Regions from separate parts of the Mus musculus genome. Here region 1 is linked to region 2. Evidence: chromatin contacts called from public HiChIP or PLAC-seq data. All regions are on one chromosome and are shown on one strand. Each heading gives the region's core, a stretch centred on a gene start, on an enhancer-like site or on the middle of the called end of the contact. The rest is flanking DNA. Distances are from core to core; before and after follow the strand shown.

Evidence for each region. HiChIP or PLAC-seq counts read pairs in DNA pulled down with a chosen protein or histone mark.
Region 1: an H3K27ac HiChIP or PLAC-seq map of embryonic stem cells shows a contact between it and region 2, with 10 read pairs. The contact joins the enhancer-like site here to the promoter of Tmem120b in region 2. A contact is called at or near these places in 1 of 39 promoter capture datasets (cranial neural crest), 1 of 15 datasets of contacts at CTCF or cohesin (large pre-B cells), 14 of 484 Hi-C or Micro-C datasets (the C2C12 cell line, CD4 T cells, LSK cells and 8 more), 7 of 115 datasets of contacts at active chromatin or transcription factors (the HPC-7 cell line, embryonic forebrain, embryonic stem cells and 2 more) and 4 of 9 other capture datasets (adipose tissue, embryonic stem cells, liver and 1 more).

Annotation. Positions count from the first base shown.
Region 1 is chr5:122,923,873-122,927,262 of GRCm38.p6, reverse strand. All of the region lies in intron 11 of Kdm2b (lysine (K)-specific demethylase 2B), which reads left to right. Among named protein-coding and RNA genes, the nearest start is that of Gm33118, 16 kb to the left of the region's middle. Within about 2 kb of position 1,607, at least 54 of the 459 cell types and tissues checked have an H3K27ac peak or open chromatin away from gene starts, as enhancers often do. A contact at or near this core is called in adipose tissue, double positive thymocytes and embryonic stem cells, where this site is marked.
Region 2 is chr5:123,074,640-123,077,751 of GRCm38.p6, reverse strand. It overlaps Tmem120b (transmembrane protein 120B), which reads right to left and starts at 1,477. Exons shown (of 12, transcript NM_001039723.2): 1 at 1,257-1,477. The coding sequence starts at 1,325.

The DNA.
Region 1 (3,390 bases), core at 358-2,857, 150 kb after region 2:
AGGTCACACAGTCCCTGCACAGTCCATTATGTAGCTGACGTTCTTGGGGACATGGTAAAAATAGGAGAAGGTGTGATCCATTGTCACGGCTGACACATGTAAAGCCCAGCAGGGGCCTGAAGTTCTCCGTAAGCTAGGGCTGATATTATTTCAGACACTTTGGGGTGAAGACAGTTTTGTTACCGGTCTGGTCTGAGAGCTAGAGGAGCCATGTTGTAAGGAATGGGTAGAGCCTTTTGTTGCTGTTTTTTGAGACAGGGATTCTCTGTGTATCCCTGGCTGTCTTGGAACTCACTCTGTAGACCAGGCTGGCCTTGAACTCAGAAATCCACCTGCCTCTGCCGCCCAAGTGCTGGGATTAAAGGCATGCGCCACCATTGCCCGACCGGGCAGAGCCTTTTTTCTTTTGAGGACTTAGCATTCTCCACCCTGGCACCCACCTGCTTCTAAAGATCCTCGTTTCTGGTGTTACCAGTTTTCAAGACAGCGAGAGATGTACAATCTAGATTTGTTTCTCTCTCTCTCTCTCTCTCTCTCTCTCTCTCTCTCTCTCTCTCTTGCTTAGAGTTTGGCCCAGGATCTTGGGAATGTTGCGTGTGCTGGGTCACAGAGTCTCCTCCTCCAGCTCTGTTGACTCTGTAAAACCTTCTTGCCTACTTCAAAGGAGGCTTCTCCTCAGAGGGGAGCTATAAGGCAGGAAGTAAGTGCCCAGGGGGGCTGGCTGGCTTCCAGTGTGATCACAGAATCTTGTCCCCTGCCTATGCAACCTCAGGAGCCTGGGGGAAGGACTCTGCATCAGGTATCCAGGTAGCATCCTAATCCAGGATCTAGGATTCACCTTACTGTGTAGAGACCTCTTACCCACATAAGATTAGAAGTTTCCGTTTGCGTGTATTGGAAGTTAGAGTTAAGACTTAAACACAGTTTTATGGGGAGGACTGTAATGCAGTCTACTACAGATGAAGTGGTTGTTTTGTTTGTTTTTCCAGGTGCAGATAGGAATAGAGGGAGGGGTTCTGAGACCCGAATAAACTGTCACCTGGTGCTCCCCAGAACAGCAGTTCTGGCCTTGTTACAGCCCCCTCATGAACCCCACTGTTGGAGCTCCAATCCTAATGCCAGGCATTGCCTTCTTAGTGCTGGTATTTTTAGTCATGGCATAGGCTAGGGGCTTCCAGTGATTAACACCCCACTCTGGGGAGCAATGGAGGCCAAAGCTCTTGTTAACAAATTAAATTCTTGGAGAGAAGTTGGCATGATGGGGGGAGGCAAGGTTCCTTTGGTAGGTCATACATGGGGCAGTTTCCAGCAGCAAGAGCCAGGTGAGGGCAGGAAGCTTGCTCTGGGATTGGCGAGAGCCATGGGCTTACAGGGTGTGGTCCTTAGGGGGCTGGGACACCGAGGACACACAGCCTTCATTCTGTTTGTGTGCTCCACGGTCCCTGAGAATGTGTCAATTCAGGCAGAGCCTAAGGAATCCTGTGACATCATTCCCTCCGGAACATTTTTTTCTGAGACAAAAATCTTGCACTAGGCTACGAGCCTCCCCTAAATTTCGCCTTTACAAATGAAAATACACCCCAGGAAGACAGGCGCCATTGTGCCCCCTAGTGGCCATCAAATGCTGTACACAGAAGGGAACTTGGCATTGTTTAGTACAGGAGATTTGGGATACAAGGGCACCTTGGGAAAAATTTAAAGCTAATGTGTTTAATTAAAAAATAAAAAGGAGCTGGGTGTGGTGGCGCATGTCTTTAATTCCACCGCTTGAGAGGCAGAGGCAAGTGGATCTCTGTGAGTTTGAGATCAGCCTGGTCTACAGAGTTCCAAGACAGCCAGAAACTTTGTTTTGAAAAACCAAAAAGGAAATAATAATAATAATCAGAAGCAAGTAGATTTCTGAGTTCAAGGGCAGCCAGATATACATAGCCATGTCCTTAAATAAGAAAGCAGTTTTATTAATACCTTATTTTTTTTTAGATTTTCTTCTTTTTGGGGGGGGGGCTAGAAACCCTTTAGAGATAGGGTTTCTCTGTGTAGCCCTGGCTGTCCTGGAACTCACTCTATAGACCAGGCTGGCCTTGAACTCGGAAATCTGCCTGCCTCTGCCTCTGCCTCCCAAGTGCTGGGATTAAAGGTGTGGACTACCGCTTCCTGGCCTCCTTTCTTTCTTTTTTTAATGCATGGTTATTTATTTGTGGAGGGAGGATCTCACTAAGTCTGGCTAAAACTCATTCTGTAGATCAGGCTGACCTTGAACTTGTCCAGAGCTCATTTTGTCTACCTCCCAAATGCTGGGATTAAAGGCATTTACCCATTCACCCAGCAAGAAAAATTTTAGGTTTATGGAAAATTCAGAAAAATAAAACAGCTCAAGTATGTTAACATCTTAGTATAATACATTTGGCACAATTATTAAAACTAATATTTTGTTATTTCTTCAGATTTCTGCAATATTTACCTTTTGTTGCCCAGAATTTTGTCCCTGATTCAACATTTAATTTCCTCCTCAGGGTTTTTTTGTTTTTTCTTGGTTAGCCAGTGTTTCAGACTGCCCCTGTTTTGAGGGGTTTGTCAGTTTTGTTTTTTGTTTTGTTTTGTTTTGTTTTATGGTTTTTGGTGGTTTGGGGGAGCTCTGGTCAGGTATCTTGTTAGCCTGTCCTTTAGGGGACCGAAGCTTTATGTCTTGAGTTTTACCTGCTGGAAGCTTTCTTTAGTCATTGTTATACATAGTTATTGGGTTAGACAATATTGGGTATACAACAGTGTGTCAGTCGTTCTTCTTATGCTTGGTCAAAATATCTGTCAGAAGCAACATCAGTCAGAGAGACAAATGTCCTGGCTTGCAGCATCAGAGGCTCATTGATAGCGGCAGGGGAGGCATGGTGACAGAAGCCACCAGCTCAGCTTGCTGTGCCTTGGCAGCAGACAGGACTGAGAAGAGAGCTCAGGCCAGGAAGCCTCCAGCCTCACTCTTACTGCCCTATCTCTGCCCTGTAGGCCTCAGAGTCCAAGAAGGGAAGGGTTCTGTCATCTCTCCAAACTGCCACTAACTGGGGACAAAGTGTTGACGTGCACGAGCTTGCAGGAGACCTTGTTCATTTAAATCATAACATAGTCGACAAAGATATTTTATAACTAGCCGTTGTGGGTCAGTGATGCTGGGTGTTCCAGGGCAAAGATTCGAACCCGGGCCACCCCGGTGACCTCTGTGCTGTTGGCTGCCTCCCATGGGGAGCTGGAAGACTGAGGCTTGCTGTATCAGAAAATCAGTCAATCAGACGGTGACCAAGCAAACAGGATAGTCCATAGAGTCAGTTAGAAGTGGATTGGATTCCTGTCTGCTAATACAAATGAGAGAAAATGTCTTGAAAATAAACGCCAGGATCA
Region 2 (3,112 bases), core at 228-2,727:
CTCTAAGACCCACTCACTGGCTCTGTGGCTGGGCATGGCTTCACAGCCCAGTGGGAAAAATTGTTAAGGATATGGCTGAGTCTTTTCCCCGTGGGTGGAACCAAAAGGGATCCTCTGGGAACTATGAGGAACCCAAGACCTCAGATCTGAAAGAGAAGGCACCAACCCATCCATATATGCTGGAGGGACTACGAAGGGATGACAGTCCTGGGTCTCTTAAGTCTCTGCCCATGCCGATCTGCTGCTCAGGTTCACCGGCATCCTTCTGTAACATCGGCAGCCTCACTTTACAAAGACCCATCACAGACCTCCCTTGACAGCATTCTCCTCTGGACATTGCAGGAGGTCAGCCCAACTGAGAACGCTACAGGGACAAGGGGAATGACAAAGTAACCATTGAGAGGAGGAGAGAGTGAATGCGAGGAAGCCATGTGTTGTTCCTCTTGGCCGTCCCCAAGGTTTCCTGAGTCTCTAGTCCCCAGAGCATATAGCTGAGGCCTCTCTGGACCCTCCTGATAGGACCGGGTGGCGATGCTATCCTCTCAAGAGCCCAGCTCTTATACCAACCTTCAACACACCAGGTGGAACGCTCTGTGCCAAAACGGTGAGGGGTTGGGTGCAGCCCTCTATCACCGGGTGAGGCAGCCAGCTGTCAGAACTGACAGATGCCTGCCATCCACAATGGTAAACTCAGCTCGCAGCAGCCGATAAGCAGAACCACATCAGAGCTCCCAAAGTCAAGGCTATGACTGAGGGGTCTCTGAGACTTAAAAACTGCCTAAGGGGCCAAGATGAAAGCAGCCAAGCACAACTCTCAAACCGCAGTTGCAGCGAGGGCTGCCCAGCCAGCACAGAGCGTGTAGTAAGGAGTTGAACAGCCAACTGCAACTGGAGGGTTGGGGGGAAGATCCCTTGTGTGGGGGTTGGTCTGGTGTCCTTTGAGTATCACAGTTTCCTCGTGAACACACCTGGAACTTGCCTCGGGGGCCAGAGACGAACTTTCTGTAGCGAAGGGAGAGCGTGGAGCAAAGAGTGGATGAGAGGGCGCGAGAATGAGGGGCGCCCCAAGAGACTGAGGAGCCAAAGCGCTGCTACATAGGAAGGGGCTGCGCCAGGCCACCCACCAGCCCATCGGACGCACAGCCCGGGCCACCGTCTGGGTCCTATCGCCCCACCTCCGGGCTGGGATGGCTAGATAGGGAAGGCACAAGCACCGCAGGTAGCAAGAGTGGCGGGACCAGGTGGCCCGGTCCTACCTGCAGCTCCTGAAATTCTCCCTCCAGCTCGTGCCACTCGCGCTCGCAACGCTCCAGCTGGCCGGACATGGTGCAATGGTGCAAGGCGGCGGCGGCGGCGGCGACGAAACCCGCAGCGTGACCCGTCCGGCCACCAGCAGCCCACGCCCGCCCGCTCACTAGCCGCCTCCCGAGGCACCAGCTGTTCCTGCGCAGCCGGAGCCACGCGCGCACCTGACGTCACGGGCCCCGCCCCGGCGCCAGCCTCACCCCCTCGCCCGAGGGTGGGGCCCGCGCATGCGCATGGGCGATCCCCCGGGCTCTGGCCTCGTGGCGGGTGCAACTCTTCAGTCTTCTTTGGGTCTCTTCACTCCTCGTGTGTAGGTAGTAGGTTTCTCGTCGGAGTGGGTGGAGGGTTTATGTGTAAGCTGCATTTATGGCTTATGTTACTTAGATTATCTTTGTGGGAGAGTGAGGTGGAAATGATTTGGAGGAGGTAAAGGGAAAATTCATGTATTCCTTCACATTGCCTGACCTAGGCCAAAGCCAGTGCCCTGAAATGACAGCTTTGACAGTGACCGCGTAGTAAGGTCAAGGGCAGGATGGGAAAAATGCAGACTTGGCTCTGTCATCTCACGCTGGCGATGATATTTATTGCAACCAATACAGCCTAGATACATCCCTGTCCTCTAAGACACTGGGTGACTCTTGACAGCTGGTGCTGTCAGTCAAAAGCCACAACCACCAAGTTTATGGAATACAGTTGCCTCCCTTTCCGTGCCAAGTCCGAAAAGACCTGCACAAGCCTGGCTTTTCCAACCACACCTCCTATCTCCCTGCCCTAAATCCAGCTCTCCGGCCATTGTTTTTATCCTGACTTGACATTCCTCCCTCTGAATCATCATGCAGTGGCTTCTTGCTCACTCCTGGAACCTCATTCAAATGACACCTGCAGCTGGGTGTGATATTGCATACCAGCCTTGACAACGTAGTAAGACTTGTCTCAACAAACAAACAAACAAACAAACAAATAAAATATCAAATGATGCCTGTCGGGGCTGGAGGGAAAAACTTCAGTGGTTAAGGGTGTGTGTTCTGCAGTTTGGGTGGCACATGCCTTTCATTGAAGCACTCCAGGGCCAGAGGCAGATAGATCTCTGTGGGTTTGAGACCAGCCTGGTCTACATAGCTCAGGGCCAGCTCCACAGTAAGACCCTGTAAAATTAATTAAAATTAAAAGGACACCTGCATTAGTTTCACAGGGCTATGCTTAGCTACAAGTGGGTGGCCTAGACAATAGAAGTGCATTTATCTCACAGCGACCAACCTGAAACGAAAGTGTCATGACTCCTGAGACCCTGGGTAGGGCCTTGCCTTGCTACCTAGTAGCCATGACAGTGACTGTTGAGCCTACATACTCCATGGCTTTCATCTGCATTGCTCCATTCTCTCTGACCAGTAGTTACAGGGCCTCTCTGTGTGCCCTCTCTTATGAAGACACTGTGAATGAAAATCCCCAGAAGGGCTAGAGAGATGGGTCAGCCTCAGCGGTTAAGAGCACTGGCTGCTCTCCCAGAGATCCTGAGTTCAATTCCCAGCAGTCACATGAAAGAGCTAGAGAAAGTACCCAAGGAGCTGAAGGTGCTTGCAGCCCACTAGGAGGAACAACAATGTGAATTAACCAGTATCCCCAGAGCTCCCAGGGACTAAACCACCAGCCAAAGACTACACACGGAGGGACTCATGGCTCTAGCTGCATATGTAGCAGAGGAAGGCCTAGTTGGTCATCAATGGGAGGAAAGGCCCTTGGTCCTGTGAAGGTTCTATGCCCCAGTGTAGGGGAATGCCAGGGCCAGGAAGCAGGAGTGGGTGGGTTG